2 separate regions of the Mus musculus genome follow, and region 1 is linked to region 2. Evidence: chromatin contacts called from public promoter capture Hi-C data. All regions are on one chromosome and are shown on one strand. The core of a region is the stretch at or near the end of the contact, and the rest is flanking DNA. Distances in the headings are between cores, read along the strand shown.

What was found. Promoter capture Hi-C pulls out the DNA fragments that hold promoters and counts their contacts.
Region 1: a promoter capture Hi-C map of pre-B cells shows a contact between it and region 2, with 2.9 times the contacts expected there. The contact joins the promoter of Lpcat3 here to the promoter of E130112N10Rik in region 2. A contact is called at or near these places in 2 of 39 promoter capture datasets (liver and pre-B cells) and 1 of 9 other capture datasets (adipose tissue).

What each region holds. Positions count from the first base shown.
Region 1 is chr6:124,661,227-124,666,420 of GRCm38.p6, forward strand. It overlaps Lpcat3 (lysophosphatidylcholine acyltransferase 3), which reads left to right and starts at 1,878. Exons shown (of 13, transcript NM_145130.2): 1 at 1,878-2,133. The coding sequence starts at 1,983.
Region 2 is chr6:125,228,856-125,234,584 of GRCm38.p6, forward strand. It overlaps E130112N10Rik (RIKEN cDNA E130112N10 gene), which reads left to right and starts at 2,414. Exons shown (of 2, transcript NR_015604.3): 1 at 2,414-2,499. It overlaps Tapbpl (TAP binding protein-like), which reads right to left and starts at 3,005. Exons shown (of 7, transcript NM_145391.2): 1 at 2,679-3,005; 2 at 1,700-1,942; 3 at 1,290-1,562. The coding sequence starts at 2,742. It overlaps Cd27 (CD27 antigen), which reads right to left. Exons shown (of 6, transcript NM_001033126.2): 3 at 5,660-5,729; 4 at 5,399-5,461; 5 at 4,787-4,906; 6 at 3,767-4,576. The coding sequence ends at 4,455.

The DNA of each region.
Region 1 (5,194 bases), core at 628-3,127, 570 kb before region 2:
AAGGGATACATTTGGCTCTCTGTGCAGGCCAGTGGTTCTCAACCTGTGGCTCTCAACCTCTCTAGCAACCCTCTATCTCCAAAAAATATTTGCATGATGATTCATAACAGTAGCAAAATTACAGTTATGAAGTAGTAACAAATATAATTTTAGGGTTGGAGGATCACTACAGCATGAGGAAGTATATTAAAGGGTTGCAGCATTAGGCTGAGAGCCACTGGTCTAGGTTATGCCTAGATTAGAAAATCTTAATCCAGGAAGGTTGTAGTCTGCACTTTTCAGGAAGAGTAAAGCAGTTCATATTTAAAAAGAATGGCAGTGCTGGCAGGCTGGCTCTGTGGTTAAGAGAGAATATTGCTCTTGCAGAGGGCCTGCATTCAATTCCCAGCACCCATATCACACCATTCACAATTTCCTGTAACACCCAGACACCGGGGATAGGAAATCTTCATCTACACACCACCCACAGAGGCACAACCCTATTATTAAAAATAAAGCATTTTAAATTAAAATTTAATTAATTAAAATAATTGCGAGCCAGAGAGATAGCTCAGCGCGTTACAGCACTTGCCAGCACTGAGTTCAATCGTCAAAATCCACATGGCAAAAGACAGAGCAGTCTCCTGAAAGTTGTCTTCTGGCCTTCATGTGTGTTCTGTGGCAAAAACTAGCCCTTCCTCCAACATACCCCAATATATACACAAATAAATGTAAAAAAAAATGCCTTTAAGTATAAATAAAAGGACATATGAAAAGGCAGGAGACATAGCTCAGTGGTCCAATGCTTCCTTAGCACACGTAAAGCCTACGTTCAATTTCCCAGTAAAAAAAAAAAGGGGGGGGGGGGGCTGGAAAAAAGTATAAAATGCCATGGAAGTGTAAGCCATAGCTGAACTTTTTAGGACAAGAACTTGTGAACCCCTTTGTTACACACCCCATACACTGTCACTTTCCCTGGGGTCAATCAGTGGGAAGTGACACTGCATAGGAGGAAAGGGCTCCTATTTTGCTTCATGCCTCTAGTGCTTGAACTTTCATCAGGAACATACATTACTTAAGCCGTGACAAAACTAGCCTAACTGTTAATTAAAGCGGCAAGTGTTAAGTAGGCTCTTTTTAATATAAATAGGCAGATCCTAATTTCATTGCCTCCGGAGAGAAGGTCCGTTTTACTATAGAAAGGGAACTCTGCATAAGGACTAGGGTTGTAGCTCCGGCAGGAGAGCGTGCACGCGGCACCGGTTCGAGTCCCAGTACTTGAACAACCGAAAAGGACCTGCATCGGGAAGAGCTACGTAGCATTAAAGGGTGTTCTTGGGCCCCTGGGCTCCCCCAGAGCCTTCAGGAAAGGGCTGGGAATGCAGGACCCTCGCTCTCCCCCCCTCCCCCGCCCCCGAGGAGACACCGTTAGGGGGCGCTCGTGGGGTGACAGCAGACATTCGCTCCGCTCCGTTACATGCCCCAGTAACCCCAGCGCCGGCGACCGAGAGTAACCTCGCGGTCTGGTGACGCCCCCGCCCCCCCCCGCCCCCCCCCCGCCCCGACTCTCGCCTGCTCCTGTCTCAACCAATGGGAAGGCAGCGAGCAAGCCGGCCGGACACCCGTCCGACCCACTCCTGCCCGGAGCCGTCCGGACCGAGTTGTACTGTCACCTCGCCTCGCGCTCCCGCCTGCTCCAATAGCAGCTGGGTCGCGATCGCAAGCCCCGCCCCGCCCCGCCGGCCCGGCCCGTTTCCCTTCCTCACGGGAGTCACCTTTGCCTTACAAACGCTCGGCCCCGCCCTCTTCCTACCTTGCTGCGCTCGGCCCCGCCCCCGGCTGGCTCGACCAATAATCGGGTGGGTCTAGAGGCTCTGGGCGGGCCCGCAGCCAATGCGCACGCCGTGGGCGGGCCCCCGGCCGGAATTGGGGGTGAAGCCACCGCGTTCTGCCCACATTCGGGGCGCGGAGCTGGGGGTCCCCGGGGGGCGCCCGCAGTTAAGATGGCGTCTACAGCGGACGGGGACATGGGAGAGACGCTGGAGCAGATGCGGGGGCTGTGGCCGGGTGTCGAGGATCTGAGCCTTAACAAGTTGGCGACGTCTCTGGGCGCGTCGGAACAGGCGCTGCGGCTCATCTTCTCCATCTTCCTGGGTAAGGACCCTCCTGCCTGCCTCTGCCCCCTCGTGGAGTCCCAAGGAAATGGGCAGAATGGGGTCTGGGGACAGGACCTGTCTGTCTGCCCCGAACCTGGGACCCAGGAGGGCTTGGGGGTGCGGGTCATCAAGCACACCAGCCAGCTATCGAAGGGAAGACAAGTCTGGTCTCAAGTCTGGGGGCCCGTACCCTCTGAACCTCTTCCCATTTTCTTTGGCCCATACTGTGCCCTTTGGCTCCTCAGTCACCTCCCGCCTTGTCATCGATATGCCGGACTGTGCCCTTGCGACCTATGTCTGTCTGTGGCTCTCAAGAGTTCGACTGTGGCCATGAGTACTACTTATTTGTTATTAACAGCTCCCATCATGCGCTCTCCTTACGAGAGGCATAGGCCCTCGAACTTAAGATATTTTAGCCCTACGGGCCTCCTCTGCCCGATTATTTCATACTATGTCTTCTCGGTCTATTTTGTGTATTGCCAACGTATAGTGTACTTTCATCTCTTTTCTGTCCACTTTCTAGTATTTTCTTGTACCATATTGCTTTCCCCCTTAGCCGCCCACCTGTCATTTACTCTGGAATACATTCTTACACTGGGCTTGGGAAACAGCACTATTAACAACCTTAAAAACTCCATGCTTGTTCCAAGGGACTATTATTCATATGGTTCAAAGGATGTGATGTACCTGAATTTATGTCGCAACAAGCTGTGTTATATATTATATATATATTTTATAGTCTTTTAAAAACCGCACTCTTCGAGGTTTTTTAATACATGAGGTAACGTGGTATGATGGAAAAAGTGTGGACTTTGAAGTTAAAGGAGTCCCACTCTTTACCGTTTGTGAGTAGCAACCACTCTTGTCGCTACTCACAAACGGTAAGACCCCCCAGGCAAGCCATTTAACTGCTCCGCATCTAATTCTCTTATGAGATGAAGACAGCCGTGCTTAGCATTGGATCGCTGTAAAGTCCGGTAAGAATTCTTAGGTCAAGATCAGTGATCAGAGACTCGATTCAGTAGGTTTTTAAGTCCTTGGAACTTTTGGGGAAGGCTGCATAACTTTAACCTGAGAGAGGCGTAAGTAGAGGGTTAACTGTAGGAAGTTTGAGATAAATTGGGTGTGGTGACTTATGCCTTTGCGGCTCAGTGCCCTGGGACTAAGGCAAGAGAACTGTGAGTTTGAGCCTGGGCTAATGGTTTGAGACCCTATTTTTAAAAAGGGGGGGGGGAGGACTGGAGAGATGGCTCAGCAGGTAAGAGCACTGACTACTCTTCTGAAGGTCCTGAGTTCAAATTCCAGCAACCACATGGTGGCTCACAATCATCTGTGATGAGATCTGACACCCTCTTCTGGAGCGTACTTACATATAATAAATAAATAAATAAATAAATAAATAAATAAATAAATAAATAAATGGAAAAAGTTTGAGACAATTGGGCTGAGAAGAATAAATAAAAGAAAAAAAAAGTTGGAGACAATTGGGCTGGGAAGAGTTTAAATTCGAGAAAGAAATGTGGAAGTTATCCTGGAGTCAGCTGAGACATGGACACATAATCACCAGAGGGTGTGGATCCAATCTACAGGATGACTGGAACTTTAATCCATACTGAAACAACCTTGGCTAAAACCATTGTTATTTCATATCATACCAAGGTGATCTTCCTTTGCTCTGATAAAAGTTTTGCTCTTCCTTGGTGGGATCCTAAGATTTTAGAGGTGGAGGGACCTTAGGTTCCGTGGCTGGCTCAATACAGTGTCACTCAAACATCACCCAAATTTATCAGCATCCCACATCTCTGGCTTTATGTACCACCGCAGCTTTGAGCTTGCAACTCTTTGAACCTTGCTTCTGACCCAGTTTGTTGGCGTTGGCGTTGGGGTTGGCAATTAAGAACGCTTGCTGTTCATTAGGTAGGAGGTTTCACATCTGTGTACTGGAAGTCTAAGACGGGAAGCAGTGCATCGTCAGGTCGGCCTGTTAAGTGGAAGTAAGGTTGGAATTAGGACTTGGAATTGTCTTTTGCGTGCTGACATCAAATACCGCCTGGCACTGCTGCTATGCGATGTCACAAAAGTAAGCCTGACGAGGAAATCATCTTCCCCATGTCCCACCCCCCCCCTCCTTTCCTCTTCTGCCATGGCGACACATAATCAGAGTAATAAGTACATGGAACAACAGTCCCTTTTCCAAGCCTTCTGGCCTGTCCATACTATCATTCCCATGGCCACCTTCTCCATCACACATATGCTGTTTCCTCTGGTCCTTTGTAGGATTTCTCATTTTCAAATCAATTCTGGGCTCCTCTTCTTCCTCCTCCTCCTCCTCCTCGTCATCCTCCTCCTCCTCCTCCTCCTTCTCTTTCTCCTTCCAGTACTGGAGTTAAACTCAGGACCTACCTCATGCTAGGCAAGCCCTGGACCACTGAACTGCATTCCAACACAATTATGTGTAGGATGCCGTTTCTGGGCATGGGTTAAATATATACATGTAAATACAAACGCATACAGTTGGCCTGACTTGGAAAGTATGTTTTGCTGGTAAATACATTTTCCTTGAAGTGGTATTAGCCTGTGTAACTCCAGCCCTTGGGAGTGGAGGCAGGGGCAGCATGAGTGTCATCCTTTCCTACACAGCACATGTGAGACCAACCTGGACTGCCCAGTACCTGCCTCGAAGAACCAAAGAAAAACAAACAAAATTAGGGCTAGAGAGGTAACTCAGAGGTTAAAAGTGCTTCCAGAGGATGCAGGTTCAGTCCCCAGCATCCACATCATGAGGCTCACAACTGCCTGTAACCCCAGGTTTAGGGGTTCTGGCACATCTGGCCTCTGTAAGCACATGCTCTCACCTACACAAACCCACACACAAGTACACAGAAATTTTTATTTTGTTTTATTTTATTTTGTTTTGATTTTGCGAGACAGGGTTTCTCTGTGTAGCCCTGGCTGTCCTGGAACTCACTCTGTAGACCAGGCTGTCCTGGAACTCAGAAATCCACCTGCCTCTGCCTCCGAGGTGCTGGGATTAAAGGTGTGCGCCACCACTGCCCTAC
Region 2 (5,729 bases), core at 1,164-3,663:
AGGGGAGGATATCTATGTTAGTCGGGTAGAGAGGAACTATGACAGCTGACGAAATAGGTCAGAAATAAGTCACGGCTGGGTGGGGGTATGTTGTTTCATTTATTTGTAGATCTGAATAAGTTCAAAAAGGGAGAAGCACTAAACTACCCATGGCCAAGGATAGGAGATGCTGAACATCTTTTCTGATGTGGCAAGGCACATTCAGAAAGGACTGTAGAGCCGGAGGGTGTGGTAGTATATGCCTGTACCATCAGCTACTAAGGAGGCATGACAGAATCACAAGTTTCCAGGCCTGCCAGGGCATCTGGGTGAGACCCCTGTTTCACAATAAAACTGAAAAAGGAATTGAAGCTGTAGTTTAGTAGTAGAGCTCGTGTTTAGCACAAGGCTCTAGGTTCTATCCTCAGTATGGGACAACATAATACTAAAGGCTAATGTTTTAGGGGTTTGCAGGGATAGGAGAGGGGCCCCCTCATCGTCATCTTCTGTGGACTTGATTTTCTCCTTTTTGGAGGCAAAATAATGAACTGGACTCTCCAGGTGCCTGTCAATATGTTTCCTCTTGGTTTTGAACCTGGTAGGAGGTACTAAGTGGGAGAGAATGAGGAATGGGCTCACTAGTAAGAGCTACTGAGCACTTCTTTCTCCCTGTGCTCTGCTGTAATTGCCATGAAGCACCAGACCAGACTCCCTCTCCCTGGGAGGAAACATGAGTTTGGCTAAATAAGAGTGTAGTGACATGTGTAGCTACAGTGTCCTCATGTGTTGCTTCCCCACTTTGGAGAAAATACCTGATGATTATTATGTTTTGATGCTTGCTCGAATAAGGATCTCCTAGCATCCCCTCTTCTTGACTCAGGATATTTTAGAAAGAAAAGATGAAGCTCTATGGGTACCTCAGGAGGACCTGTGGGATATTTGTTTTCTTCCTTCTATCCCATCTCTAACCACAAAAGAAAACAAAATACCAACCAACAAACCAACCAAACAAACAAAAAACAAATTAAAAAAACAACAACCCCCCCCCCAAAAAAAAAAAAAAACCAAAACCAAAAAACCAAAAAACTATCTTGGGGCTATTGAGATGGCATAGTGCATAAAGTGCTTGCTGCCAAGCATAGTGAACTAGTTCAATCCCTGGAAACCACATGGTAGGTTCTATAAGCTGTCCTCTGATCTCTACCTATGTGCTGTGGCATGTGCACACGTATGTGCGCATGGACGCGCACACACACACACACACACAATAATACAAAATGTTCCTGTGCCACTGCATTTTGTTTTCTCACCTTGAGTCTTCACTGTGCCCTGGGCACTCAGAGGTAGGTTCAGTGTAGGGTGCCGGACAGCTCCAACTTCAGCATCTCTTAGAGTCTTCATCACCATGGAGACACTGGGGCCACCTCTAGAAACCTGCATGTTGCTGATGAACCAATGTGCTTTCTCAAAAGTGGCCTCTTGTCTGGCCTGGAGGAAATACTTGGAGATCTCGCAGGTCACTGCCTTCCCGCTGCAGTCAGCATGGAGCAACGCCTCTGCCTGGGGAATCTGTACCAAGTCCACTGGGGAGAAGGGCAGCATACAGAAGTAATGTTGGATGGACAACGCCAGACCGGGGGGGGGGGGGGGCAGGCGTGGGTAGATAGAACTGGGAACGGGGCTGTTCCTGTGGAGGAAGCCTAGGATGGGGAGATTTTACCTGAGGCCTCAAAGATAACAGGTGAATCCTGTTTGGTCTCAGTGCTCCCCTGGAAATCTGTGATGCCTTCCAGGGAGCCATCATCCAGCACTGGTACCTGCTTCAGCACAAGCAAGGCCCTCTCCCTGTCCCCACTGCTGGCAAAAGCCCCGCGGTGCCTGTCTTCTGTCACCAAGAAGCAGTCTAAGATGATGTCCGTGGGCTGCCGCTGTCTTTCTGCTGTGGTGGGCGCTGTGGGAGGGTCTGCAGGGAAAGTGGAACAAGCACCCTCGTCCTCCACACTCTTCCCACCCCTTCACCAAGCCCCGGGCTGAGCAGCAGGTAAAGGTGCCTTCTGAGCCCCGCTGTCCTGGTGTCATCTATAAACCCAGCTTCTGCTGAGGCACCTGCTACTCAGGCAGCGGCTCTGTGAGTTATTTCAAGTCCTAGATCTGTCCTGATCAAAGCCAGAGGGGTTTATGCTTTGTATTTCTGAGTCTCAGCTGTGGGATGCAAGGGAATTTCTGGAAAGGAATTCTCAGGTTAAAAAAAAAAAAAAAAAAAAGGAATAAGAAATACTGCCACAGGGGAGAGGAGCCAAGACACTGCTGTTCCTAGGGACATTGACAACCTTTTTCTCATCACCCAACTTTCCCAGAGGCCTCTGCTTTCTGCCATAGCCACGCCCACCAGGAGTCACCAACCCAATGATTTCTTAGCCTGGGGAGCCCCTTCCTCTTCTAAGGATTCAACTCAGGGCAGTGAGCTGTCCCACAGAATGCTAACACCCTGCCTTCCCATCGAGGAAGCCCCCCTTTTCTGTGAGTTCTCTGCCGTACCCCTCTCCAAACTGGTTCCGCATGTTGTGAGTGCCGCACTCATTTGCTGGGCTTAGCAGACAAGCTGGTGCTGTTCTGAGAAGGTGGCTTCCTGGGGCTCCTTTAGCTTGGCGCTTCCTCCCCCCCAGTCCCCCAGGCCCCAGCCTGGTCTCCGCACTCACCAGTCCCTGCTGCCCCAGAGACAGCCAAACAGAGCAGCAGATACCAGCTGGGCTCCAAGCCCATGGAGGCTACTCTCAGGCTCTTCCTTGCTGGCTGCCTTCTCCACAGTTCCCCTGCTAGTGATCTCTGGCTGAAGAGGGGGTTCTGTGAGCACCCTCACTTAGCACCTGTGGTCTCCGTTCTCTTATCGTTTCTCTTTCACTTTCACTTCAACTGCCTCTGTGGCCGCCCGCCCGAGGCCAGTAATGGCTGCAGCCAGCTCTGCTTTCTGTTCTCCCTAAGGTCCACCCCGCACCCAAGAAATCCCCAGGTGATTTCAAAACCTGGTATCACCACATCAGCTTTCCCATCAGCCCCAACTATGAGAGGGCTGGAGAGGGGGTGGAGCCAGAAGATAGATTCCCCGGTACTCTGGACCCTTCTTCCTTTCAGTCCATGTTAAATCCTTTGGGTCTGCCCTGGTGACAACTCCCTGTTCAGATCTGTGATCGAACAGACGAGATGGGGTGTGGCCTAGTTCTAGGATTGGAATTTTAGGAGGCTGGACAGCTATGTGAAGTCTCACTTTTAACTTGTATTTGTGTATATGCGGTGTATACACTTGTGTGGGTGAGTATGCCCAGCCCTGCCTGTGTGTGGAGGCTCGGTGAGGGCACTGGGTGTCTTGCTCTATTACCCCACCTTATTCTTCAGAGACAGGGTCTCTTTCTGAACCTGGAATTGTTTGGTAGCCAACAAGCACAGCAGTGATCTCCTGCTGTCTCTACTCCAAGCCCCGCCCTTGTCACACCACTTAACCCCTTGAATTACAAGCTCAGGGCCACACTGAGGGATTGTTTGTTTGTTTGTTTCAGTTGTAGGTGTGCGTATTTGAAGTTAGCATTTACACTATCCTTCTTCCTAGTTCACTGTCCCTTCTTTTTTTTCTTCTTCCTCCTCCTCCTCTTGTTCCCCTACCCTCATTCTGTAGGAAGGGGAATAGCACATGGAGAGTGTCCATAGCTGGCTTGTTACTAGAGTCCCTGGGCCGTAAGGCTTGGCTCCGGGTTCCAGTGTTTGCCTGCACAGAGAGAAGGGACAATGTGTATAGAAGTAGACAAATGAATTTATTTATAGTTTTAGCTCAACTGAGAGAAAGTCTCAGCCTCAGCTTTCCCACAGCACTGTCACAACTTACAGAGAAGACAGAACCAAGGCCAGGAAGTCTGTGTGTCTGTAGATAGTGTCTCTCACGGCAGTCAGTCCTTCTGGTACCAGGGCACCTGCCGGTGGCTCATTCCATTTTTTTAAAAAAAATTATTATTTTTAATCGTGTGTGTGTGTGTGTGTGTGTGTGTGTGTGTGTGTGTGTCCGTCCTGTGTTTGTAGATGCCAGAGGAGGTCAAAGGTGTCAGACCCTCTGAAAGTAGAGTTACAGCTGGTTTCGATCCATTTGACAGTGCTGGGAATCAAACTCTGGTCCTCTGGAGGAACACTTCGTGCTCCTCACTGCCAAGCCCCCTCTGGAGCCCTTGGTGAGCCATTTCCACCCCTGGCATGTAGTTTTGTCAGCTGGACGGTTTCACTTAGAGTAAGTGTGCTTTATAGCTAGAGCCTGAGTCTCCCCAGCTTGCTGGGCCACACACTGGGATCCTGCTCTTGTCCCTGTTGGTCTCAGAAGGGCAGTTTGTTGAGTATTCACAGGAAAGGGTTCTGATGACCATGACAGGGGAGCAGGCCACCATTGAGGTCTCTGTGGATGGCCCCTCGTCAGAAAGGGCCCCACCAGCACCCGGTCAAGGGTAGAAAGCAGGCTCGGGTTTCCGGTAGTCCTCCTGGATAGGGATAGCACTGCCCTCCTCTTCCCTGGGGCAGCTGTAAGGACAAGGCTCTTCAGGCACTGCCTGCCGGTCTTCATCTGTGCAAACACAATCGGTCAGCAGTGGAGAGAAGAAAGGTGAAGGGGAGAAAAGAGGAGAAAAGCCCAAGTGGAGGGCTGAGAGCTGGGGGGCTTGGGGAGTCTGGGGGAAGGACACTTGAGGAGCCAGAGTAGGTGGGTGGAGTAGGTGTGGGGGCTTTAGGTGTGGGTAGCACAGCTGAGAGACAGGAGGGAAGGCCTGTGTCTTACTTGGCCCGTGGTTTCTTCTTTGATGGAAGAACAAGATTGCACCCAGGACGAAGATAAGAAACATGCTGGAGAAGGTCACAAAGATCCGGATGCAGTCCGAGCTGCACAGGGGTCTATGGGCTGTGACGGGCAAGAGCACACCGAGGCTTTGGAGGGGCATCTCACCCTGGACCCTTAGCCCTGTCTGTCTGTCCTTTTCCTGAGTAACCCTGCCCCTGTTGGACCAGTCCTTTCTCTCCTAATCTCTAACTAGAGTCTGCTTCCCCCTCCTTTGCCTCCAGCTCTGTCTGTCTCTGTGTCTTTCTCGGAGTCTAGTTTAGTCCCTTGAGACAGGATTCCTCCCTGACCTGGAAGCTTGCTGGTTTGAGCTCTGCTGGCTCTGCCTCTGCCTCTGAATGTGAGGGCTACAGATACGAGCTTCCATACTCTGCTTGGTTTTCCCTGTGGCCCTGGGTATTATGTCACCCTTGTATAGCAAGTTATCCACCGAACTTTCTCCCCAACTCTGTACCCCTCTCCCTCACCCAGCACCTAGGGGTTTCCCATGGCTGTTCTTTTGGCCTCTTTCCTCTGTGCTTTCTCTGTGGAGTGGGGATTAGGAAGACAACTCACATGACCGCTGGCTATAGACAGTCGAGTTGGGAAGCTGCCTGTGTAGGGGCCAGGATGGCTTCTCTGGAAGAAACAGACAGAGCGAGTCACAAGCAGGAAACCTCCCAGGATGTCCCAGGCTTTCCTGTGATTTTGCAGGAGTCAGACAGGAGGAAGACATGCTGGCCCAGAACCTAGCTAGGGGTAAACACAGACTGGGCAGTGCTGGGTAGGCAGCCTTCTGCCTTGTCCCGACTGGGTAAGGAGCAGCCTGCTGCATACCTGTGCCATGAGGTAAGTGGGTGGGTGGTGGCTGTGGGCTCGGGGTCTCAGATGGCTGTCTGGTCAGTGC